Linked DNA regions of Mus musculus: all the other regions are linked to region 4. A link is a contact called in public HiCAR-type, HiChIP or PLAC-seq and promoter capture Hi-C data. All regions are on one chromosome and are shown on one strand. The core of a region is the stretch at or near the end of the contact, and the rest is flanking DNA. Distances in the headings are between cores, read along the strand shown.

Evidence for each region. Promoter capture Hi-C pulls out the DNA fragments that hold promoters and counts their contacts. HiCAR-type assays count read pairs that join an accessible place to other places. HiChIP or PLAC-seq counts read pairs in DNA pulled down with a chosen protein or histone mark.
Region 1: an H3K4me3 HiChIP or PLAC-seq map of embryonic forebrain shows a contact between it and region 4, with 3 times the contacts expected there. The contact joins the promoter of Odf2 here to the promoter of Prrc2b in region 4. A contact is called at or near these places in 1 of 39 promoter capture datasets (pre-B cells) and 1 of 115 datasets of contacts at active chromatin or transcription factors (embryonic forebrain).
Region 2: a contact with region 4 is called in a HiCAR-type map of astrocytes, with 5 times the contacts expected there. The contact joins the promoter of Set here to the promoter of Prrc2b in region 4. A contact is called at or near these places in 2 of 115 datasets of contacts at active chromatin or transcription factors (astrocytes and embryonic stem cells).
Region 3: an H3K4me3 HiChIP or PLAC-seq map of stem cell-derived neural progenitor cells shows a contact between it and region 4, with 4 times the contacts expected there. The contact joins the promoter of Urm1 here to the promoter of Prrc2b in region 4. A contact is called at or near these places in 1 of 39 promoter capture datasets (liver) and 2 of 115 datasets of contacts at active chromatin or transcription factors (embryonic forebrain and stem cell-derived neural progenitor cells).
Region 5: a promoter capture Hi-C map of liver shows a contact between it and region 4, with 4 times the contacts expected there. The contact joins the promoter of Zer1 here to the promoter of Prrc2b in region 4. A contact is called at or near these places in 3 of 39 promoter capture datasets (liver and pre-B cells) and 2 of 115 datasets of contacts at active chromatin or transcription factors (astrocytes and double positive thymocytes).

Annotation. Positions count from the first base shown.
Region 1 is chr2:29,887,950-29,892,789 of GRCm38.p6, reverse strand. It overlaps Odf2 (outer dense fiber of sperm tails 2), which reads right to left and starts at 2,800. Exons shown (of 21, transcript NM_001369060.1): 1 at 2,579-2,800; 2 at 1,788-2,024; 3 at 514-604. The coding sequence starts at 1,819.
Region 2 is chr2:30,063,052-30,067,895 of GRCm38.p6, reverse strand. Set (SET nuclear oncogene) reads right to left here and starts at 1,422. Exons shown (of 8, transcript NM_001204875.1): 1 at 1,003-1,422. The coding sequence starts at 1,075.
Region 3 is chr2:29,825,868-29,830,983 of GRCm38.p6, reverse strand. Urm1 (ubiquitin related modifier 1) reads right to left here and starts at 3,595. Exons shown (of 5, transcript NM_026615.4): 1 at 3,549-3,595. The coding sequence starts at 3,583.
Region 4 is chr2:32,148,995-32,153,580 of GRCm38.p6, reverse strand. Prrc2b (proline-rich coiled-coil 2B) reads right to left here and starts at 2,433. Exons shown (of 32, transcript NM_001159634.1): 1 at 2,290-2,433.
Region 5 is chr2:30,121,477-30,125,972 of GRCm38.p6, reverse strand. Zer1 (zyg-11 related, cell cycle regulator) reads left to right here and starts at 1,362. Exons shown (of 16, transcript NM_001290503.1): 1 at 1,362-1,697.

The DNA.
Region 1 (4,840 bases), core at 1,551-4,050, 2.3 Mb after region 4:
TCCTCAGAGCTGCAGCTCCACCCAAGCCAGACGGACTGGGCAGCTCCGCCTTGGACTTAGTGCAGGTCGGCTGCAAAGCTGTATCTTCCAACCAGACATGCGAGTTAGTGTGGGAAACACTCAAAATGGTTAAGGTGCAGATGCATGCAGGCCACATGCAAGCAAGGCACTAGGGCACAGAGGAGGCCAGTGGGGATGCCAAGTGTGAGGAGAGTGTAGAGACTCCAGAGAAAACGTGAGCAGAGCTGGACCCCAGGAACAGCCTTGCCCGCCGGCAGCCCCCATCCCACCTCTCTCTCATGCTTTTATTTCTTTTTTTTTTTCTTTTTAAAATATCTGTTCTAAAGATGTTGGGATGTCCCTGGAAGGCTATCAAGACAACCTCCTCACACCTGACTCCTTCCTTCATCAGCAAGCAGGCCATGCTTCCCAGCTCCATACAGAGCACCTGGGCAGTCCCTAGCAAAGGCTTGCAGAAGCAGTTCTGATGGTACCGTTGTGAGGGTCACCTACCGTAACAGTTACACTGGGTGCGCCACAAGGTGTTCTCAAGACTTTTTTCTGTGTGAGACTCGTTACTCCGTTCTTCCCACACGATGGAAACCTGCACCCGGGCACAAGAACCAGATTATGAGCAGAAAGCCAAGGTTCTCCTGTTTCTCAGCTCTTGGGAAATGGCACACTGCATGTGGTGGCTATTGCGTCGGCAGCTTGGAGCAGCAGTCTTGAGTCCCCTGGCTCTCTGTAGATGAGCACAAGGCGCGCATGGTGTGCTCAGCAGGAGGGTGATACCAGGTGTAGGCTGTCTGCATGGCTGGCCTTTTAAACCTGCCATCGCATCACATGTATTGTGACCTTGTGCTGAAAGCCTACCTGTCATCTCCAATCAGGTGACCCAAAAAAAAGCTGCCAAGGCACCAGTCTCAACAAGGGTTACAGTCCCCAAGCTCCTCTGGGGAAGCGTTCAGTGACAGGTTAACCTAAAACATGCAGCTCAGGAGCAAAGTCACTGGGACACCAGCTTGTAAAAGGAAGGCTCACACCCTTGCTGAAGCATACGAAGACCCCACTTCCCAACGTGGTCCACTCACTGCCCACACCAGAGCCTTGCTTGTACATATGCAGCCCAATACGACAAGTGCAAAACAGCCAATACTGTGCTCCAGACCAGCAGTCCAGCCAGAGTCCCGGCTGGGGGAGAACGGTCTGCAATGGTTAAAGCTAACCTAGCCCACTGCCTCCTCACAGTTCCCAGATAGCCTTCTGCCGACCTCACCAGCTCTTCAGGGGGAAGACTGAAACCTAAAGCAACAGCACCATGGTCTGCACTCTGCTCGGCTCACAAACAACTACTGAGCGAGCCGGACGGCCACTCGGAAGAAGACTGTTCAAAGTAGAACCTCAAGTTTTCCCCCCTTCTACTTACTTATAATATCTCTGCTCACTTTAACACTAGTTTAGAGGTGCCATGGTGGGAAACGCTTTTAAGCCACCACATGGGACGTGGAGAAAGGAGAATCGGGAATTCAAGCACAACCTTGACTACCTAGTGAGTCTGAAGCCAAGCTGAACTCAAAGCATTAAGAGTGATCTTGTTTGCTACTAGTAAGCTGTAGGCGGGGGAGGGGAGTCTTTACTCCTCCCCTTTCAAAGTCACTTTCAAGTGTTTTGGGTCCAGACTTTCAGTACCTGGGAAACTAAAAAAAAGTTTCCATTGAGCCTGGCCTGGGGAGCCCTGACCACCTTTCCCTGCCCTACTGCAAAGGCGCCCCCCACATTGGCTGTACCTGGGGGAGCCGCCTGAGGATGAGGCAGACATGGTTAAGCATCAAAGCCGCAAAGATGGGCAATTGGGTCGGCAGGCTCTGCTCAGGGGGACCCAGAGGGGCTGGCCAATGAGAATCTCAGGGGCCGGGCATCAAACGTCCTCTCTCTGAGGGGAGGAGGGTGGAAGCTTTGGGGGTGGCAGTTGGATGAAAACTTGGGAGGCGCTCCTCTACTGTCCAAGTCGCACAGCAACTGTCCTGCCAAAGTGGGGAGGGAGGGAGACAGGAGAGGCTGAGCGACCTGCGGGGTGCCGAGTGCGCCGCCAGGAGGCAGGTGGAGGGCGCGGCAGGACAGTGAGGGGCCACGTCACTGAAAGGAGGACAACGACCAGCATGCCCAGACCCCACCCGGGAAGAATAGCGGGCCGACGGCTACTAGGGTTTAAACCTGAGGGCTGCCTGGAGTGCGAAGAAGGTGAGAACTGCTAGGCCCCAAGTGGGCCCCCCAGGGGCGGGAACCCGCACAGGGAGCTGGAGGGATCTTCGGGACAGTGCCTGGGCAACTGTCTCCTAGGTGAAGGGGCGTTCCCGGCAGAATAGCTACCAGGGAGAACCAATAGATGGAAGGGGTGGAGCGGCGGCCTAGGCGGGGCGGCATGGAGAGCCAGACCGCTCCTGGATCACCCACATCCCTGGAGCTGGTCTGGAGGGTCCCCGGAGGCCTGCCCACCCCGAGCGCATGTAACTGCTGCGGCCCAGTCCGCAGAGAGCAGGGGTGGCCTCCGGGGAGGATGGGGCGCACGGCCACCCACCAGCGGGCAAGAGGGGACGGGGTTCTGCCCATAGAAGGGCGCAGCCCTGCCCGAGGACAGCAGAGGAGGGAAAGAGCGCTGCCGATGGCCCGGAGAGGACGGAGGCGGCCGGCCCGCCCGTTAGCGGGAGGAGGAAGGGCCCGCGCCCAACGAGGAGCGGGGCGGGCCGGGTTCGGACGCAGGAAGGAGCGCGCCTAGACTCGGGGACGGTGCCCGGTCGAGCCAGCCCCGGGAGCGCGGGGCTTGAACCCGCGGCACTCTACGCCCTGCCCCGCCGCGTGGCCTCTCACCAAGAGCGGCACGGCTGCGCCCAGAACCGTCTCCTTATGAAGTCGTTGAAGTCGGAGGCCAGGGTCGTGCCATGGAGACGCCGCGGCGGATGCAGTCCGGCTCCCGCGGCGGCTCCTCCCCGCTTCCGCCTCCTTTTCCGACAACCGGTCGGCAGCTCGCCCATTGGCCAGTTCAAACCCCCCCCGGAGCCTCTCGGGTTTCGCCATTTAGGCCCAGCCCCCAGCGTCACAGAGATGCCCCGCCCCACACGGGGACGCTCCGCCCACTTCTGGGTCACGAGGCCTGTCCACCGCCCCGTCGTCAGGGAGACACGCGACGCCTCCCGCGCCAGCCGGCCTGGTCTTGCCCCACCGTTCAGGCCACCGAGTCCCCTCCGCCATTTTGCCCTGGTCCTCCTGAATCCTGAACCCTAACGCGCTCCCCTCGAAACACAGGAGGAAGCTGGACGCAGAGGGCGTCTGTACAAGCGACAGGCTGGGGCTTCTGGAAAGCCATTCCTATGCCTCGGCCGCTCAGTGCAGACAACTTGTGCACACTCCACAAACTGTACCCCTCTCCCACACGCCCCAAACCGAAGGAAGAGGCCGCACTCCCCACGCCCCTGCCGCCCTCCCGCACACCGTACGCCGCTTCTATACGGACCTGCTCTGCTGAGGTTCTCTCTGCTGAGCCGCCATCTTCTCAACTATGCTTCCCTGTTAGCCAATCGTGGGGGACTGTCACGAGGCTCACGTTCCCGCCCTGGATTCTGGGAGACTTTAACAACCTCCGGGCTGGGTAGACCTCATTTCCTTGACACCTTAACTCCAACACAGTAGTTGTGCTCCCACCAGCTCCTCCCTGGAGCGTGAACTACCTTCCCACCTCCACAGCCGGCAGGGCAGTCTTACCATGTCATATTTGTTCGTCAACCCTTGACGGTTCATTTTGTGCGTGCAACCCTGGCTGGCCTGGAACTTGCTGCGTTTGAGCAGAAATCTGCCTATCTCTGCTGCTTGCTGGGGTTATAGGAGTACACCAGCAAGCCGAGCCTTTCTTCTTCTTCTTCTTCTTCTTCTCCTTCTCCTTCTCCTTCTCCTTCTCCTTCTCCTTCTCCTTCTCCTTCTCCTTCTCCTTCTCCTTCTCCTTCTCCTTCTCCTTCTTCTTCCTTCTTCTTCTTCTTCTTCTTCTTCTTCTTCTTCTTCTTCTTCTTCTTCTTCTTTCTTCTTCCTTCTTCTTTCTTCTTCCTTCTTCTTCTTCTTCTTCTTCTTCTTCTTCTTCTTCTTCTTCTTCTTCTTCTTTCTTCTTCCTTCTTCTTCTTCTTCTTCTTCTTCTTCTTCTTCTTCTTCTTCTTCTTCTTTCTTTCTTCTTCCTTCTTCTTCTCCTCTTCTTCTTCTTCTTCTTCTTCTTCTTCTTCTTCTTCTTCTTCTTTCTTTCTTCTTCCTTCTTCCTTCTTCCTTCTTTCTTTCTTCTTTCTTCTTTCTTCTTTCTTCTTTCTTCTTCTTCTTCTTTTTTTCATGCCAGTAATCTCAATGAAGGAGGGAGATGGCCATGAGTTAGTTGAAGGCCAGTCTGTATCCCTCAGTCCTACCTATCTCTACCATCCTGAGGTTCCGCAAGAGCATACAGCTGGGGACAGGAACTCCGAGTTAGAACCCTTGCCTGACCTGAGCAAAATCCTAGATTCAATTTTCAGTAACACGTGCGTGTTATAATCTCCACGAATCATTGTCTCCACTCTGTCCAGCAGTTCTCTCTAGACAATTACCAACAGAGGCTTTTCCAAACTTTTGTCTCTTCTGCATTCCATACATCAAGTTCCCTATTTCATAGAGAAAAAATCTACCAAATGAAATTCCCTTAATATCTACACACTTTCCCACCCTTAGCTGCCCTTCTGGTCTGCCTTCAGATGTATGTGTGCTTCTTGCTGCCTAAGATAAACAACCTGCTTCAAGGTGCAGCTCAAACATGTCTGTAAAGTGTCTCCTT
Region 2 (4,844 bases), core at 173-2,672, 2.1 Mb after region 4:
ACTAGTCCATGGCCATAAAACAAATTAGGATACTATCAACTGTTATAACTGCTTTAAAAAAATTTAAAGTGCTCTCAATTTGTTATGATTATCAATATACACCGACAAAGACCAGTTAGTCACCAAACTTCCCGGAGTCGTCTTCTCAGACTTAGAATGTAAACCTGACCTTACTCCTTCAACCCATTCTTGATGAGATTGGTCATCATATACGGCCGTGCAGTATTTCAGGACACTTCGTGGGAAAACCCTACTCAAAAACTTGGAGCCATAAAAAGGAGAGGGGGTGTGCTCCTATTTCGTGCCCTTTTGTCCGAGGGTTGTGAAGGCTTTTACAAAGCCAAGTGGGCGTGAAGGGGCCCGATCGCGCGTCTCATTTCCGGTAACCAGCCCGGGCTCTGCAGCTGTCCTGGGCTCGAAACGACCCTCCAGGCGAGGGCTAGGCGTCCTAAAGGCCCCTGAAGCCCCTGCATCATACGGCCTCGGGGCCAGATTCCTCGCACCCCCGGCGCGCCCGAGTGTGGCTGCCCCACGTGGGGTGCGCAACCCGCGCAGCCTGGAGCATCCTCCCGCCGGCTCCGCGCCCCTACCCCGCCCCAAACCCCGGTTCCCGGTTCCGCGGTAGCGCCGGCTCAGGGCGGGAAGCAGGGCGGCACTAGAGGCCCGGCCGCAAGGCTGCGTCCGGCCGCACCATGTGGCGGCGGTGGCGGCTGATGGGAGCGAGGCATCATGGCGGAGCACAATAAAGAGAGGCTTCTCGGGAGGGAGGGAGGGGGAGGAGAGCGCGGGCGGGGGGAAGGGGGGGTCTCCGCCCGCCGCGCAGGCCGCAGCGCCCCCGCCTCGGCCGCACCGCTCACCGCCACGGCGCCACCCCGGCCCCCCGGTCCCGGGCCGCACACAAAAAAGGCGCCGGCTCTCCGGCCCCCGCGCGCCCCCCGCAGCCCCGCGGTCCGGGCCGAAAGATGGCGGCGCGGCCGGGCCCCCGCCGCGCCCGGTCCTCACCTGAGGTCTCGTCGGCCCCGTCGTGATTGGAGTTGAGCTCCTTTTTACTGGCTTTGGCCGTCGGCGCAGACATGGTGCCCTCCGCGATCGGGGCGGGGAGCGGGGAGGGGGAGCGAAGGGACGGCCAAGGGGGCGGCCAGCGGCTTCCCCTCACGCCACACGCGCGGCGCCCGCTCGCTCCGGCCGCCTCCTCCCGGCGCTCACTTGCCTGCCCTCCCCCTGGCTGCCTGGCACTGCCCGCGGGGCCTGACGCGGAGGCAGGCCCGGGCGCGTTGTGGCGAGCCCCCGGCCGGGGCTCTCGCTGAAGGCGGGGAGGCGGCGGCGGCTCGGCTGGGCTCCTCGACTCGCGCCCCGCGCTCCGGCTCGCTTCTGGATTGCCCTGAGCCGCCTCCTCCTCCTCCTCCACCTCCTCCACCACCACCTCCTCCTCTTCCCGGCGAGGGGCAGGCCGCAGAGCGCAGGCGCGCCGGGCCTGCGCAAGTCCCGCCCCCGGCCGGAGAGGCTCGCGCCGTACAGCGATTGGCCGCGGCCGCGGGGCAGGGGGCGGGGCCGTGGCGGGTGGCGGCGGCGGCGGTGGGGACACTGGGGCCTGGACGAGAGGCGGGAGGAAGCGGCTCAGCGACGCATGGTCCTGCCCCCGCGCGGTGCTCCCCTCCCCCGCTCTCCCCTTCTCCAGCCGACCCGGGACATTTGCGCGCCGCGCGGTGACTTGAGAGGCGGGGCCTCCGTTCCCCAATACTCCATCACGTGGTGGCTCAGTGGCTTCCCTTAGCGGGGCGGCTGGGGGCTCTGGAGAGGGGGCGCGCGCAGCCCCTCAAAAGTACAGGCCTTAGGAGTACCCTGGCTACAATCAGGCGCCTGAGTTCTGCACCCGGGCACCTTCATTTTTTTCTAGATGGAGAAGCTGGGGACTCAAACTCTAGGCTGCTGTGCAGAGCCACACGCAAGCAGTTCCTCTATCCAGTTTACACGCGGGACCGGGTTTATGCATGGGCCAATTCAAGCCTCTGCCCTCGGTTCTGAATTTTTAAAAATCTGTTACATATTCACACTCAAAAGAACCACAGGAAAGTTCTCTGACTGTAGGAAGGACCTTTCTGCCACAGGTCCTTCTGCTCAACTTCGTACAGGTGTCCTGATCTCAGTGGTGAGGGAAGCACATTTTTGGTGATGACAAATGGGGAAATGTTTAAAAGTCAAAGGCTAAAACAGTAAAACAAACAAACAAACAAACAAAAACAGCTTTAGATTATTAAAAAGTCCTTAAGCACTATGTCGGAGGGATTTAATGGTTAAACACTGTTTTTCAGGACTTGAAAAGATAGTTCTCTGTCTACCTGGATCCCAACACGTGGTCCTGGAAATCCAGAAAGCTCTCTACCTGGTTCCTCTACCACTAGAGCTTGAACTATCCATACTCTCAGTATTCCCGTTTTATTATCAGCTCTTATACATAAAGCAATGTGGCTTTAAGTCAAGTCATTCATGGTGGGTAGACAATAAATGTAAAATACATCATATATATATATATATATATATATATATATATATATATATATATATATATATATATATACAGTCCATGGTGAGAGAATACAAATGTGCTCCTCCAAGTTTCCATCTCAACTCCAGGAAATTCAGCTAGGCCTTCCTGGTGGTGCACCTTATGCTCAAGTCGGTGAATTAATTGCACTCATCTGTTGCAATTGGTAAGCTTAAATCTGGCGACAACCTCTAAGGACCTCTAACCCACACAGCTCCCAAGCCTAGAGACCTCCAACACAGGCAACTGTGGACAGGCTTCTTAAAGAGGGAACGGTCTGACAAAAAGGAGAGCTATAAACTGTGACTAACATTTGCTAAAACTCAGGTGATGCCTTCACCAGGAATGATTCCTGATAGCCCTGTGAGGTCCTGGCACACAGTAGCAAAGAAATTCCACAAACAAAACAAGGACTTAGGCTGAGGCAGAGGCTAGCCTGGGCTACAGTGTCTAAGTGTCTAAAAGTAAAAGGGCTAGAGCATTAGCCCTTAGCACTCCCATACCAAATCACTACCCTAGGCTCCTGCTGCATTTGGCTGTATTTTCCTGTAACCCTCATAAGATACAAAGTAACTTTTACAGATAATCTTAGGGTTAAAAAACAGGGCTTGGATCCTAAGAGGCAAGTTCCCTATCACTCAGCCACGACCCCTGCCTCAAACTCTTCCAAAACAAGATACTAAGTATATTTTACAGATAAACTAAACTGGGTTAAGTAATGGGAATGGATCCCCAGGTCTAGTGCCTGATAAACTGTCATCTGCCAGGCAGCCCCACCGGCAACTCAACTTTACAAGAGAAGGAACCAACATAAACCAGTTATTTTCTTTTTCTGGGGGTTGGGAGGTGGGGAGTGGAACTAGAAAAGGATGGCCTTGAACTTCTGCTCTTCACTCCCCAAACCCCTAATGTCTTAAATGTGGCTTAAGAGACAAGAGCTGACATCAAGTCTTGGCGCACACCCACGGGGGGGGTGGGGGGTGGGGGAAACAAACCAACCCACCAAGAATGTCTGTTTCTTTCTCTTTGTATTACACAAACAATTTAAAAATTACTTTTTACCCAGAAGAGTGTTTTGTCTGTAGTATTTAACTGTGCTATGTGCAAAGGCCAGAAGAGGATCCTCCTGGAGCCGAAGCTGGGAGCCACCACTGCAGTACTAGAAACTAAATCCAGGTCCCTGGCAAGGCCAATGTGCTCTTAAGCACTGAACCACCACTTCTCCAATCTCTTTCCTTTTTTTACCTACAAGCCTAGATAGACTGACTTAATGGGCCACTCCCAGGTAGAAAGAAGCTTGCTCTGAAAACTGAAGTTTTTTTCAACCACAACGTCTGGTCCAAGGGTTGGTGCCTGTGACCACAGCATAAATCTACAGAAGACCCACGGGGCCTTCCTCTGATTGGGCCCTGAACTTCAAGATGAATACAAGGAGCATACTAAGGGAAATCAAAGCAGAAGGGGGGGGGGGGCGCTGGGCATGGGTGCACCCAGGAAGCCACCAAGCATTGCACTCTCCATACCAGTGTGGAGAGGCTGGCTACAGTGCCTGGCAGGTCAACCTGTGTCCACTGGGCACATTTAGGAGGACTATGGTGGCACCCTCCCATCTCTCCCGGTTTAACTATTTCTGCCAACAGACTAAATGTGTAACACCAAAAAGGTTCGCTCACACTTTGCTTATAACAAAAGGGAAAAGATTAACCCCCATCTCAACTGCAATTTATTTACCCTTAAGTCTCAGCAAGCAGTGAGAAAAAGGGTGTTTGCCGTGTGTACATACAGCATGTTCGGGGCTCCAGACCCAGTACGTTAGGCACGATGGTGCTAGCCTGGAATCCCAGCTCTGAATCAGAAAGTTCAAGGTCATCCTCACTGGCAAATTGGAGGCCTGCGTGATCTACATGAAGCCCTCCCTTTAGAAAAGAAAACTCTGGGTGGGGCGGTGCCTTTAATCCCAGCATGTTAAAGGTGGGAGTACCAGGAGAGTCATATCGAGACCCTGTCTTTACCACTTGGAGACATTGGGCAGGTCTTTGCCTACCATTTGAAAGGCAAGAGAATGGGACACAGCAAAGAGAAGCAGGTCCACAGAAGTGCAGAGATGCCGACTCCACTCGGTGCCTAGGGCGTCTAGACTTAATCCAAATGCATATTTTCCTTCTGCTTCTCTGCCCTGTACCAGACACAAGCTACGCGGGAAAACTACACCACGACTCGAAGCTGTGTGTAAGAAACGCAGCTCTCACGGTCAACAGAGGAGGCGAAAAGTGCAGGCATGAAAACCACTGTCTGAATG
Region 3 (5,116 bases), core at 2,346-4,845, 2.3 Mb after region 4:
AGCTGGAGAGAGACAGAGAGACAGACAGACAGACAGAGACACACTTAACCTCAAGGCCGATTTAAGGAGGCAGACATGGGGCTGCTGGGGCCCCAGAGACCTAAGGCCAGAGTGTCTTATGTTTTATAGAATTTACCATTCAAACTTAATCAAGATGCTTCCATCTTCTCTCAATACCTCAAGTCCTGGTGTGATCTGCTAATACCAATGATAGATAGATATAGATCTTAGTTACTGTCTCTAGTTGCTTTAAAAAATATCCATCTATCTAAAAGCTGCTCATGGTGCCACATGCCTATAATTCTACCTCTTGGGGAATAGAAGCAGAAGACACAAGAATTCAAGGATCTTCAGCTACATTATAAGTTCATGGCTGGCTTGTGTTACATGAGACCCTGCTTCAATAACCAATGAACCAACCAACCAATCACCACCACCAACAACAAATCTACCCATCCACGTTTATTCTCTGTTCACCTCATGGAACACAAATAGCCTCTACATGAAATAAGGCCTGCCATACAGCAGGAATTAAAAAAAAAAAAAAAAAGGCCACATCAATGAATATGACTACTTCTCCTAATTCTCTGATCTCAATCATGTGTCCAGCCTCCCTCCCTCCCCAAACTCACAGCATGGGAATCTCACATCTAAGTCATTACAATCTTGAAACGATGAACCCCAAACATGCCTGTACTATACTTCCAATTCTTATTCTCATAGTATGCTCTGGTAGAGCTGGGAAGTGTCGCACAGTAGAGTGTTTGCTGTGACTTCAGGAAGTCTGGATTCCATTACCAGCACTGCAGACTGGGCATGAAGTACATGCCTGTAATCCCAGCCCTGGAGAGAAGGAGAGATCCTCCGCTACCTACTCAATTTGAGATATTAGCCATCTTGGATACCATGTCTCAAAAAAACAAAAGAAGCCTGACTTTGTGGGGCATACCTTTAATCCCAGTGCTAGGAAGGCAGAGGCAGGTGGATCTCTGAGTTCCAAGACAGCCAGGGAAACCCTGTCTCGAAAATCAAACAAACAAAACAAAACCACTATTTTTGGGGGGAGGGGGTAGGGTTAGACGCAATAAAAGTCATCTTTAATCGTATTTTTTCTCTCAAAATCATTCAACCAGAAAATACTGATAGCTCTATTGTCAAAGCTTTCCAGAATCCAACCACCTCCCCACAAAACCACTTCTGATAGCAGCAGTTCAGGAGGCATGTCAAAAGGTGATAGAATTAGTCCTAACAAGGAAAAGATGAGAAGCCTTCTAAAGGACCTAACAGAGCTGGTGGCACCAAGAGGATCCCATCTACCCAGTGCTTAGAGACAATAGTTTCTAGACTTCTAGGACCAGTGAGGAGAGAATGATGGCATTACATATCTTTTGAAATCCTCTCAGCTTCATAGTAAAAGGTGAAGCCTCTCTGTCAAATGACACAATTAATCAAAGGTCGGAGGTAAAAACATGTCAGATGACTGGCAGGGTGGCACACACCTGTAATCTCAGTACTCAGGAAGCAGGAGGACCAAGAGTTCAAGGCCAGCTTCAGCTAACATAGAAAGCTCGAGGTGAGTCTGAGCTGTATCATGAGCTCCTGTCTCCAAACAACATCAAAATAGGAGGACAGAGGGATTTCTGGGTTTGGTAAGCACATTTATTTATTATTATTATTTATTATTATTATTATTTATTTATGGAAAGTTTTTCCTATGTACCCAGCCTAGCTTCAAAATTACAAAGATCCAACTGCTCCTGCATTCCAAATGCTGGGATAACAGACATGAGCCACCATGCCCCAAGAAGCTGCAATTCTGATGGGTCACATATCTGGGGAGGTGTGGAAGGAGATGCACAGGTGGGTAAAGAATGTTGTCCTGTCCGGCTGCTCTGAGAGGCAAAGAAGGTAGAGGCTAGAAAAAAAGTAACTGTATGGGTCTGTAAACTCTGAGGGCAAGGGTCTGGTTTACTTGATGACGTCCTTACTGTTGCCAGCACAGTATCTGGCAGAAAGATCACATCTCTGCTGAGTAAATACCACGTCTCAGTGAGAATGAAAGGCAAGTTGGCTACCAACAGACATTAACACTGAGAGCCTGTAACTTCTTCCTTCTCAGTTCTGCTGAAGCTGGTCAAGGCATCAGGAAGTCCCCTCATAGCCCAGTTTGGGAGGTGGGAGGATACCGTGTTAGCTGGGCTAAGGTTCGAAGAGGTAAAGCAGTCAGGAAGCCAGACCAACCTAATTGGATCCAAGCAGCAAGACAATATCATCAATTAAACTGCACTTAACATTCATGAGACTACTCCCTTCCAAGGGACAGAAATGCTGAACACTGCAGGGACTAGACAGAGTGCTATTTATCTTTGTATCCTTGGTGTCTGGCTCACTGCCTGGCACATGGTAGGCACTCAATAAATGACTGGTGAATGAACTGCCTAGTGAAGGGACAACATGAAAGGAATGGGGGGCATCCAAGGCGAAGAAAGGCATTTGGAAGGAATTTTACATCTCTCTCTACCCTTGAGTTTCCCTTCACTTCAACCTTGGCTTCTTCATCTACACACACACACACAAACACACACACACCCCTAGCTTTTCCATAAGATTCTAGAAACCAACCACCCATCTCTAGAAGCCTCAGTTCTTTGTTCTCAGCTTCCGAAGAAGTCTGTCTTCTGCAGGTTTTGAAACCATGACAAGCATTCTGTGTGTTGGAAGAACACAATGGTGATTTGAGACAATCTTCACTTTTCCCCGTGTTCCTTCAAGTAGTGATGTGTACCCGGATTCTGAACCTTTTCACAGTAAGGATAATATACTACCAATGTTAGTCACTCCCTCCGTGGCAGCTTATTTACCCCGGTAGCTCCTCTGGACTCTGCAGAAGACACTTACCAAACTACTTTGCAAAAGATTAAAATCTAATTAAAACTCCAAGGTATGCCGGGCGGTGGTGGCCCACGCCTTTAATCCCAGGACTTGGGAGGCAGAGACAGGCGGATTTCTGTGTTCGAGGTCAGCCTGATCTACAGAGTGAGTTCCAGGACAGCCAAACAGAGAGGACCCCTGTCTCGAAAACACACACACACACACACACACACACAAGGTTTGAGAAAGAGGAAGGTCCTGTCTTGGCCAAGACTTCCCCTAGGAAGGCACTAGGCGGGAAGACAGAACTGAGATTATTCAGCAGGGTTCGTCTCTACTCGTGCGCTCCCCTTAGAAGCTCAAAAACCAGACAAGGCGAGTCGGGCTCGGAATGGCACGGGTGAAACATGCCGGAAGACCGCCTGCTCACTGTCAATGCCTCCCAGTCCTACATGATACAGAGCAAGGCGAAGGATTCCAAACGCATCTCCCTACCCGTGTGTGCGCCTCAACTCTCGGACTCACGGCCTCGTCACCCACAGAGACCGCGTCAGTCAGAGGCCAGGGGATTATCCCGGCTCTCGGAGGGCGACACAGCCTCGGCAGGCCAAGAGAGGTCCGGAATTCCGAGCCTTATGGCTTCGCTCCATCCCCAAGGCGCCCCAGATCTCACTCACCCGAACTCCACCTTCACACATAAGGGCGCCGCCATGTTTAGGAAACCAAACTAGCAGGACACGCCCTTTAACTTCCGGAGCGCCCGTTTATTTCCGGTCGCCACCAGGAAGCGTAAACGGAAGAGGCGGTACGGGGTGGGGCGAAATCCGTTCGTTACTGCTCAGCTATTGGACGAAGGCACCCGCTCAGTGGGCTGCGGAATTGATTGTCTACATTATTTGCGGACCTGGCCAAAAAAAAAAAAAAAAAAACCGAGCAGGAAGGGACTTCCTGAAGAAAGACGTCTAAGGGGAAATTCATCAGCATCCGATGACATGATTGTGAGCCACGTACTGTTGATCTTTCATTGGCTACAAATCTGTTTTTAAGCCACGCATGGTGGCACACGCCGTTAATCCTAGCCCTCAGAAAGGCAGAGACGGTGGATTATGTGAGTGCCAGGCCAGCCTGATCTACGTAGGGAATTACAGGACACCCAGGGTTCAAAAACAAAACAAAACCAAAAACAACAAAGAACCCACAAACAAGAACCCTGTCAACCCAGCTAACATCGCTTAAGGGAGTAAAACGAGGTAACTCCAAATTCTTGTTTCTGACCCTGTTGTCTCTCTCCGGAGCTGCCATCTTACTATGCAAACATCTGTGTCAGATGATGAATTGTATGTCTTCTACTCCACGGTTACTGAGTTAACAATGTGTCTGGCAGATTGGTCCTGTGGAGAGTCAGTAATAACGGCTGTAACTGAAGTTCTTGTCTCTAGGTCTCTCCGTGTAGCAGGGAGACGGGGAGACAGCCGTAATCAAATGTACAAACCATGCTAATAAATGTGAAATCCTAAACTGAAATAAATTTTCCGATGTTAGAAAATTAGAATTATAGAGATTTGTGAAAAAAACGCTAGGGCTGTGGAGATGGCTCATCTGATAAAGTACTTGCTGGGCAAGTGTAAAGATCAAAGATAAGATCCCCAACCCAAGTGAAATGATGGTTAGCATGGCAATACCAGAGCTAGGGAGGTGACGATGGCTTCCTCAGGGCAAGCTGGCAACCTACACTAGCCAATGAGCAAGCTCTGAGTTCCAGAAAGACCCTGCCTCAATACATAAAATAGTGGACTACAGAGATGGCCCAGAGGTTAATAGCACTAGCTACTATTCTAGAGAACCCAGGGTTGGTTCCCAGCACCCACATGGCAGTCCTCAACTTTAACTCCAGTTCCAGTTACATATATTCAGGCAAAAACCAGTACACTGAACCGGATGGTGGTGGCACATGCCTTAAATCCCAGCACTTGGGAGGCAGAGGCAGATGGATTTCTGAGTTCGAGGCCAGCCTAGTCTACAAAGTGAGTTCCAGGACAGCCAGGGTTACACAGAGAAACCCTGTCTAGAAAAACAAACAAAAAACAAAAACAGTACACTGAAAAATATAAATCATATATATATTGGAGAATGATGATTTAGGAATACACCCACATCCACAAACATGAAGAAAAAAAAAGATAAGAAAAATGTCAACTGGAGATGTAGCCCAATGGTACAGTGCTTGCACCTGCTCAAGGGTCTG
Region 4 (4,586 bases), core at 1,184-3,683:
AACCAGTTCCGACCGGCCATTCCAGAAACTCCACTCTCCTAAGGCTTTTGACTCTCAAGTGCCCAGGGATTTCCCCTCCCTCACCCTCTCCTTCCCACGGAAGAGTGGGGAGGACCAGAGCAGGCCCCACATGAGCAGCGAGCTCCGCCAGGAATTACAATCCTGGGGGCAGGGACAGTAGACTTCAACCTTCCCTAATCCACCAGCCACAGGCAGACCAGGACCAGACTGGCAAGGGAGGTCAGACAGCAAGGATGAGCCAAATGGCAAGTGTAGAAAAGGCCCTGGAGGGGACATGGAAGCGCCTTAAACTCAGCAAATGATTAAGGCAAATGAAGCAACACCACACACACACACACACACACACACACCTCTCCCTCCCAGACTGCAAGTCACTGTCTATCCAACTGGAAACCAGCAAGTTAACCAGGGCTCTCCAAGAGCCAAGGCCTACGTCACCACACAGAGTGAGACCAATATCTGTCTCCCCATTCATTATCTGAAACCCTTCCATGGTCTCCCACTAGCAGCGGAATCTAGCTGAGCTCCCCTGGACCTTTAAGCCAGCCCTGAAACAATTTGCTGGTCACAGCATTTGCAGGGGGTCCCCAATTCCACAAGCCACAACACGAGGAAAAGTCAGGATTTAAAAGGAACTAACAAAACCAAGGAACCTGCGAGAATGTCCATGTCTACCACCTTCCCAGGACAGAAACGCTCTGCTGTGAACCTTACCGGAGGCTCCCACGAGATACAGCAGGAGTCTTATTATTCCCATTTTATAGATGCAAGAGCTGGGGCTCAGAGACTTGGGTAAAGTCACTCAAGAGGACCTGAACATGGCTCCAAGAGGGACACTTGCCTGAACAAGCTGAAGGCTCCCCGAACAATTATTTGCCCATCCCCAAGGAGGGCAGTTCTCTTCCAAAGTCAAGACTCCCGAGTTCCTGTCTCTTCTCCTATCCATCCTATACAATTCCAGCCCACTGAAAGCCAGACAACCCCCTGCTCTGACGGGGGCTACTAACGCAGTCCGTGCCTCCTCCCCACTGAGGCCCAGCACTAACCAAAGTACCTACGGATGTGGGTATTTTGTTGGGTTTTCACCATGTAGCCCAGGCTGACCTGGAACTTCCAGCAGTCCTACATCACCCAATGTTTTGAATCCCTTCTCCAACGCTGCCACTTCAAACCAGCACCTGTGGCATGCCCCAGCATGGATGACACCACAAGTGGCCAGCCTTCTGTCCTAGGTTGACAGCACAGAGTAACTACAGAGCACCGACGGCTTGCCAAGTCATGCCTCTCTGCCTGTGAAGGCTGAGTAGTCCCTCGGTGGCAGCAAGCATCCCACTCCACAGCCTGTACCCCTCAGGTCCCAGCTTGCACCACGACGGTGCAGACATTACGATACAAAGCAAGCCCCTGCGGTTGTACTGCTGAGAAAGGGCGCTGAGGCTTCAGACAGACGGACAGAAAACCCAAGTGAGATATACAACGCAAACAGACAACACACCGAAATACACGCTAACCTTTCCAGGAAAGAAAAAACGTAGGTGAAATTTAACTACCCTGCAAAAGACAGCTTTATAAAGGTTTCTCCCAGGCAGCCATTTAGCAAATGACACACTCCGGAGAGCATCGGCGCCCCCCTTCTCCCACTTCCTTCAAGCTCACCATTGCCTGGGGAAGGGGGGCGACACCTATTCTTGCCTAACAGTGGGCTTCATCCCCCCACGATATTTACAAAGAAGAAAGGAAAGCAGCAGCGTCCACTTTTATGCAGGCAGATCCTCTCCAGAGAGGCCCACCATCTATCTCAATAGGTCTGCATTTCTCTCTTAAAAGGTAGACGAAGAAAAAGAAACAAACAAAAAAATCAATCTGGCAGGCCCCGAGCAGCGACATCCTGTTTATCATTAAACATTTTTAGCAGCGGCTCCGGGTGCCGTGAAAACACCACCCCGCTTCCCTCAGCCGAACCCACCCGAGCCGGGGCGGCGCTCGGCCTGCGGTTCCGGGCGGCCTCGGGGTCCCGCGTCCCCCACCCCGGCCGACAAGGCCGCCGTCCCCGGGCGCAGGAGAGCCCTCGGGCTCGATCCCGACCCCGAGCCTTGCCCAGCCCCGCTCGGCCCGCCGTCCTCCCGCCCTGGCCGCGAAGACACAACAATGGCGAGCTGGGGAGCGCCGAGCAGGCCGCCCAGGCCGCAGCCCCGCGCCCGCCGCAGCGCACCGCCGCGGAGACAAAGCGCAACCCCGGCCTCTGCCCTGGCCCCGGCCCCGGCCCACCTGGTCTGCGTCCGCGCGCGACGGGCCCGGGCGATGGCGGTCGGGCGGCGGCCGGGCGCGGGGGCGGCGGATGGCGGCGGATTGCGCGGCGGCGGCGCGGGGCTCGGCGCTCTGCGCTCCTGCCTCTGCCTCCTCCTCCTCCTCCCGCTCCTCGGCGCTCGCTGGAGCCTCGGCGCTGTGGCTCGCCGCCGCCTCCCGCCCGCGCTCGGCTCCCCGCCCCCCGCCGCCGCCGCCTCCGCCTCCGCGCCGCCCCCGCCCGCCGCCCGCACGGTGGCCCGCGCAGCGCCCCCTGCTGCGTCGCCCCTGTCCCGGGAGGGAGGGCGGGGGAGAGGAGGAGGGAGAGCGCGGGGAGCGAGCTGGGCCGCGGTGCAGAGGGGCTGCGGAAGAGAGGGACCTAGATGGAGAGGAGGCTCGGCTGGAGAGGGGACGCGGTGGAGAGGGACCTTGATGGACAAGGGGCTTACGTGGAGAGGAGGCCGAGGTGGAGAAGGGGCCCAAATGGAAAGACCTTGATGAAGAAGGGGCCTAGGTGGAGAGGGACCTTGATGGAGAAGGGGCCTAGGTGGAGAGAGACCTTGATGGAGAAGAGGCCTTGGTGGAGAGGGACCTTGATGGAGAAGAGGCCTTGGTGGAGAGGGACTTTGATGGAGAAGGGGCCTAGGTGGAAAGGAACCAGGAGAAGGAGGAAGCCCTGGTGCAAAGAGGCTGCAATGGAGAGGACGGCTCAAATGGAGAAAAAGTAAAGGAACTGGGGGGAGAGGGGGATCCCAGTAGCAAGATACATGGATGGAGATGGGGTCCCAAATCAGAGGGGTCTTCATGGAGAGAGGCTCCTGGTGAAGAGGAATCTCAACGGAGAGTGGATCTGGTTGAAGACCACCCCCACCCATGGAGAAGGCCTCCTCCATGGGTGGGGGAGGGGCTCTTGAAAGAAGCAGACATAGACTGGGAGGGGACCCCAGGGAGAGCTCTGGGGTGAGAATGCAAAAGGGTGGGGAGAATGGGGAGGACTCAGCACCCTAAAAGGCAGGGGATGCAGACCTGAGAGGGAGGGGGGCTCAGAAGAGGGACTGAACTTGGATCCTGCTCCCACCACCCCCAGAGCTCTAGAGCCTCTTGACAGACAAACCTGACAGCCTGACAGTCCTGACCTGTTAGAATGTGTGGAGGGAGAGGGGGATCCCAGTGGCAAGATACATGCAGGAAACACGCAGAAGTGGTACGGCAGAAGTGGTACGGCAGAAGTGGTACGGCAGAAGTGGTTCGTTGCACCATTCCACAGCAAGGTCTCCCTTCCATAACAAGTGCACCGTATAGACACTTCACCTTTTTTTGTTGTTGTTTTATTTTGTTTTGTTTTTCAAGACAGGGTTTCTCTGTGTATCCCTGGCTGTCCTGGAACTCACTCTGTAGACCAGGCTGCCCTCAAACTCAGAAATCTGCCTGCCTCTGTCTCCCAAGTGCTGGAATTAAAGGCTTGCACCACCACTGCCCGGCCACTTCACCCTTTTTAAAACATGACATAAACCACCCCACTTGGGTGTGTATTCGTGTGAATGCAGAACAAAAGGCCTGGGAGAGAGACTGGCTCCCTTCGAGGTTACTGTGCAGTGCTAGGTTCTCCTTATCTATTCCAGATATCCTAGCAATTAAAAATAACATTCAAGAAACAAGAACATATATATGGCTGGAGAGATGGCTCCTCAGTGGTTAAGAGCACTGACTGCTCTCCCAGAGGTCCTGAGTTCAAATCCCAGCAACCACATGGTGGCTCACAACCAGCTGTAATGGGGTCTGCCCTGTTCTGGTGTAAAATAAATAAATCAATCAATCAATCAATCAATCTTAATTAAAAAGAAATAGTTGGTGATGTAACTCAGTTGTAGACTTTGTCGCTTCAATGCAGGAGGCCCTGGGTTCAGCTACTCAGAAGAAAAGTGTGGGACCATCTTAGGCACTCTCCTGAAGAGACTAAATCCCAGCTGCTATGGTGTCCTCTGTTAGTGGGCTGGGCTTGTCTGGTTTAATGCCAACTCTGAAGCACTTATTATTGTAAGAAAAAAGAGGGACTGAGAGGATATACAGCTTTTCCAAGGCCGCTCAACTAGGTCCTGGAAAAAAACAAAAACCATTTCAATGGAATGCCAAGCCCAGTGTCTGGGGCATGTTCTTTTGGGTAGTTTTATAATTTTCTTTTTTTTTTCTTTTTTCTTTTTTCTTTTTTTTGGTTTTTCGAGACAGGGTTTCTCTGTGCAGTCCTGAACACTCTGTAGACCAGGCTGGCCTCGAACTCAGAA
Region 5 (4,496 bases), core at 113-2,612, 2.0 Mb after region 4:
AGTTATTTACCTTCCTACTTAAGGTATCTACTTTCTCTTTTCTTTTATTTTTTCTCCTTTTCTTGTTTTGTTTTTTGTTTTAGAGACATGGTTATTTTGTGTAGTTTTGGCTGTCATGGAACTAGCTTAAACTAACGGAATCTGCCTATCTCTGCTTCCTGAGTGCTAAGATTAAGGTGTATGTATAGTATTTTGTGTGTGTGTGTGCGCGCGCTCAATGATAGAATTCCTGTCTGCCACAGGACCTGGGTTTGAGCCTCCACATCCCCTCCCTTCTTTCTCTCTAACCTCACTCCAGGGCATTCCTTAAGCAAAAAGTGTTGTTAGTTTACCAGATGTGGAGGGCAGTAAGAAAAATGTTTAAGCCTACTGCCTGATTGTTTGAGCTTAGAATGACAGAGATGCAAAGAGCCCACACTGATTTCAACTGTGAACGTTCTGGACAGGAGACCAGAAGGAAACAATTTACTGAGGGACTGGGTAAGGAGAGAAGGTAGATGAAAAGTCTGGATGCCCTGATTGTGAGACTGCAGAAGGAACGAAGGGATTTGTGTTCGGAGGCTATGGTAGAAATCAAGAGAAGAAATGGTGATGGGGCCAGTGAGATGGCCCAGCATGTAAGGGTGCTTGGTACAAGCATGGTGAGGACTGAATTTGATCCCTGAAACCAACGTGGCTGGTGTAGAGAACCCTCTCCAGCCAACAGTGCTCTGATCTCCTGCACATGTGCATATGCATGCACACATATAAATAAATGGGAAAAAAATCTTAAAATGAAAAGGAAGTATAGACCAGAGAGCTTGTTCGGTTCCTACGTTTGTGGGGCTTACAACTACCTGTAACTTCAGCTTCATGGGCTCCGGGGCTATTGTCCTCAGCAGGCAGCTGCCGTCACGTGCATAAGCACATATACACTTATGTACATAATTAAAATAATATTTTTGAAAGATAAAATGATGGACAGTAGGGCACTATTGGAGGAAGAGAGAAACAACTGTTAAGAGATCCTTGGTGACTAGAAGAAAACGCAGTGGCCAAGAACAGCCTCACTCCTGCTATCTGACAGCTCCTGGGTGAATGGCCCTTTTCGTGAAGGAAAGAAGGAGGAGCACATTTTGAGGGGCAATGTGGTGGCTGCTTAGAGACCGCCCAAAAGACGTCGGGTTGGGCACCGGGTGAGTCAGCACTAACTAGGTAAGATGGAGTCAATCCTGTCCTGAACCTGCTCCTGCGAGTTAGCCCCTCGCTAGAAGGAACCCTGGAAGCTAACGTGGAGACTGGGGCCTCAGCTTGGGCAGGAGCAGCCCAGAGAACCCGGAACCTTCAGCCGCCTCCGCCCACGTTCGCGGCGGGACAAGACGAGAGAACCCCTCCTCTGCTGCTAAGGGGCGGCCCGGAAGTGACGCTTTGTTGACAGCACACCCGCAGCCACAGGCTCTCCAAGCCTTCGGAACAGGATCGGGGGGAGGGGCTGGGCCCGGAGCCAAGCAGCCGGCGGCCCGAGGGCAAGGGAACGGCCTCCGTCCGGGGCTCCGGTCGCAGCATTCCCGCCCTGCCCCGCCCCGCCCCGCCGACCCGGACCCGGACCGGATCCGACCTCCTGCGGCGCTTTGGCCGCCGATTCCCCCGGGCCGCAGCCTCCGCTTGTAAGCCTGCGAAGCATCCTGTCTCCCCGTTGAGGGCCGCCCCCTCCTAGGGTACGTCCTAAATGCCGAGCCAAGAGACGTACCTGCATCCTTTTCTTCACCCTGTCTCAGGGTCTAAGCATTGTCGCTGCGACTCCTTGCAGAGGTCCACCACAGGCTAGTGGTGGGATGGCGCTCGTCGCCTGCCACCCAGGTCTGAGGATTTTGCCTTGAAAATTGAGCTCTCTCTAGAATGAGAACGACGCTCGCCCTTGCAAAATGGGGGCTCAACGTAGGGCTTAGGAGGCCAGCCTCTGCCCCTCCTACCTGTTGGATGAGTTTAGGTCTTCTCCCAACCCCCGAAGCCGTGCTACTTAAAAGCTTAGGGATGGCTTGGCTCCTGGATCAGCTCCCAAAATGCGATGCCAAGGTACAAGATAGTGCAACAGGGTCGGAAAAGAGCGGGTGGGCTTGCTGAAGATCAATGGCTCCCATAGGTGAGGTGAAACTAAAACTGACCGCTCTGGCTAGCTCTGGGTAGATTTAGCTGCTCTTTAACCAGTCAAAGCTTCCCCGGGTTTGCTTGTGCCTTGTGTGTATGACAGAGACGGGAGGGGGAGCAGAGGGTTGGGGGTAGTGGTGCCTAATGCCTGGGAAAAGCTAACTCAATGATGTTTCTGACAGAATGGTTCTCTACAGGCTTCAAGTTAGAGTGACCGGTGGAGATAGCATTGAAAGGGGGGTCACAGAAGCTATGCTTTGACCAAGAGGTTCTTGTTAGGTATGAAGGGTCGATGTGCTTTGCCTTATTCAGTAAATAAACGTACAACATGTTTGATAGTAATAGGTGTCACGAAGCAGAGACTGGGACCTCTGTATAGAATGGTCAGGGAAGGTCTCTAATGAGGTTTCTGTCTGAGCAGAGATGAGTGAGGTAGAAAGTCATTACAGCTTTCTGGGGGCTCAGCATTCAGCAGCAGGCGCAAAGATCCTGTGGTGGCAAGAGAACCCGCTTGGGTCTGAATGAAGGAGGCAGAGTGGGTGGCAAGGAAATCAAGTGAGAAGAAATAACCGCAGGGAACATATTAGGGACTGGCTTGTGATGCAGGGTTGATTTGTAATTTTTGAAATGTTGGAGAAGAATCAATTGTCTGAGGTGACAAATGACCAATGTACTTCAGCCCTGTGTTTTAAGTGCCCTCTTGCTGTCTGTACTGAACATCCATGGCAGAAATTAAAAGAGATTTCTGCGGGAAAGTCATGTCACATTACTGTTTCCTCGTAGTTAGAATGTGAGCAGGTGACCTTCTGCCTCGGTCTTTCCATCTGTAGAATAGGACTGCTAAGCTACAGGGTGCATGTGTGGCAGTGTGGTACATGACAGGAGGGATCCACCCACGACACAGTCCTGCAGCCCTTCTTTCTAGCATCAGCTGGAGGCATCACCAGCTCTGTCTGACTCCCCTGGCTCATAGGATTTGTAGGAATACTGGGGGAAGCTAAGTAGAACTTTATGACACCATTCACTGGTAAAAGTAATGGTCTGTTCTTCGGGGTATCTGTGACCTTGGCCTTGATTGTTTGTTGTGTTTGTTTAGACAAGTTCTCACTCTGTAGTGAGACTGGCAACGGCCTGTGGAATCCAGACTGAGCTTGAACTCAGCAGTTCTCCTCAGCATCCCAAAGGCTAGGACTGCAAACAGGAGCCACCAACTCCAGCTGGTGGCCATACATACATACATACATACATACATACATTTATTTATTCATTTATTTATTTAGAGGCAGTTTCATGTAGACAAGGCTGGCTTCAATCTTGCTATGTGGTCTTGAATTCATAGAGCTTGATCTGCAACTGCCTCCTGATACAGTTCCATCAGATTATATGTGTGTACCACCATGCCTGACCCAAAAAGGACTTTTAAAATCAAGCCCTGAATATCCCCATTCTGTAACATAATATAAGCAAAACGATGTCTTCCAGACAGATTGGAAAAGAACTGTGTTGGACCTATCTGTGGCACTGAGTGTGTGATCGAACTTCAGGTAGAGGCTGTGAATTCTGAAGGCCCCTGGCACAGGCTGAAAATCTGCAGCCTTTGAGGAGAACAACTCCAGATCTTCTCAGCCCTTGAACCTGACTACATCATCAGGCCTGTGCTATTGGCTGAGCAGGGCCAGAGGATTTGAAAATGCAAGGCCAAGGGTCAGAGGCTATGGCTGAGTGATAGAACACTTGCCTAGGGTCCATAAACCCCTGGGGCCCACCCCATGCACCACAAAATTAAGTAACATGTAAATGTGTAAAGTCAGTGATTAGAAGACAGGAGCCTCAACGGCAGAGAAAGCTTCTCTGACCAGAACCCCAGACTAGCACTGTGGTGAGCCAGGGCCTAGCACAGTTCTGCTGCCAGCTTATTGTATATAGTTACGTGAATCTGTTGCTCCTTCTGAACCTCGGTTTTCCCTGCTTTACGCAGAGAATGGTGTCCTCCTGCCCCTGCTGACCCTGGAGAGAGCGGTAGGATGAAACCAGACACTGGTCAGAGAAGAGTTTATCCTTCACTCATGCTCGCAGTGGTGAAGAACACTTGCTGTTACCGTTCATGCCACTGGGTTCGTACAGGGGCATCTAGGGCCCACATGCTCAGGGCCCACTTTGCCTCCAGGTGTTCGTTTGTGTTTAACAGTTACTTAGGGAAGTACCACAGCACATTTGTGGAGGCCCGAGGACAATTTATAAGAGTTGTTCTCTTTCCACCATGAGGGGCCCGAGGCTGAATGCAGGCTTTCAGTCTCGGCAGCACTAACCACTGAAGCATCTTACGGTCTTGCCTTTGGTGGGTGTGTTTCGTTAGCCTCACTGCTGCA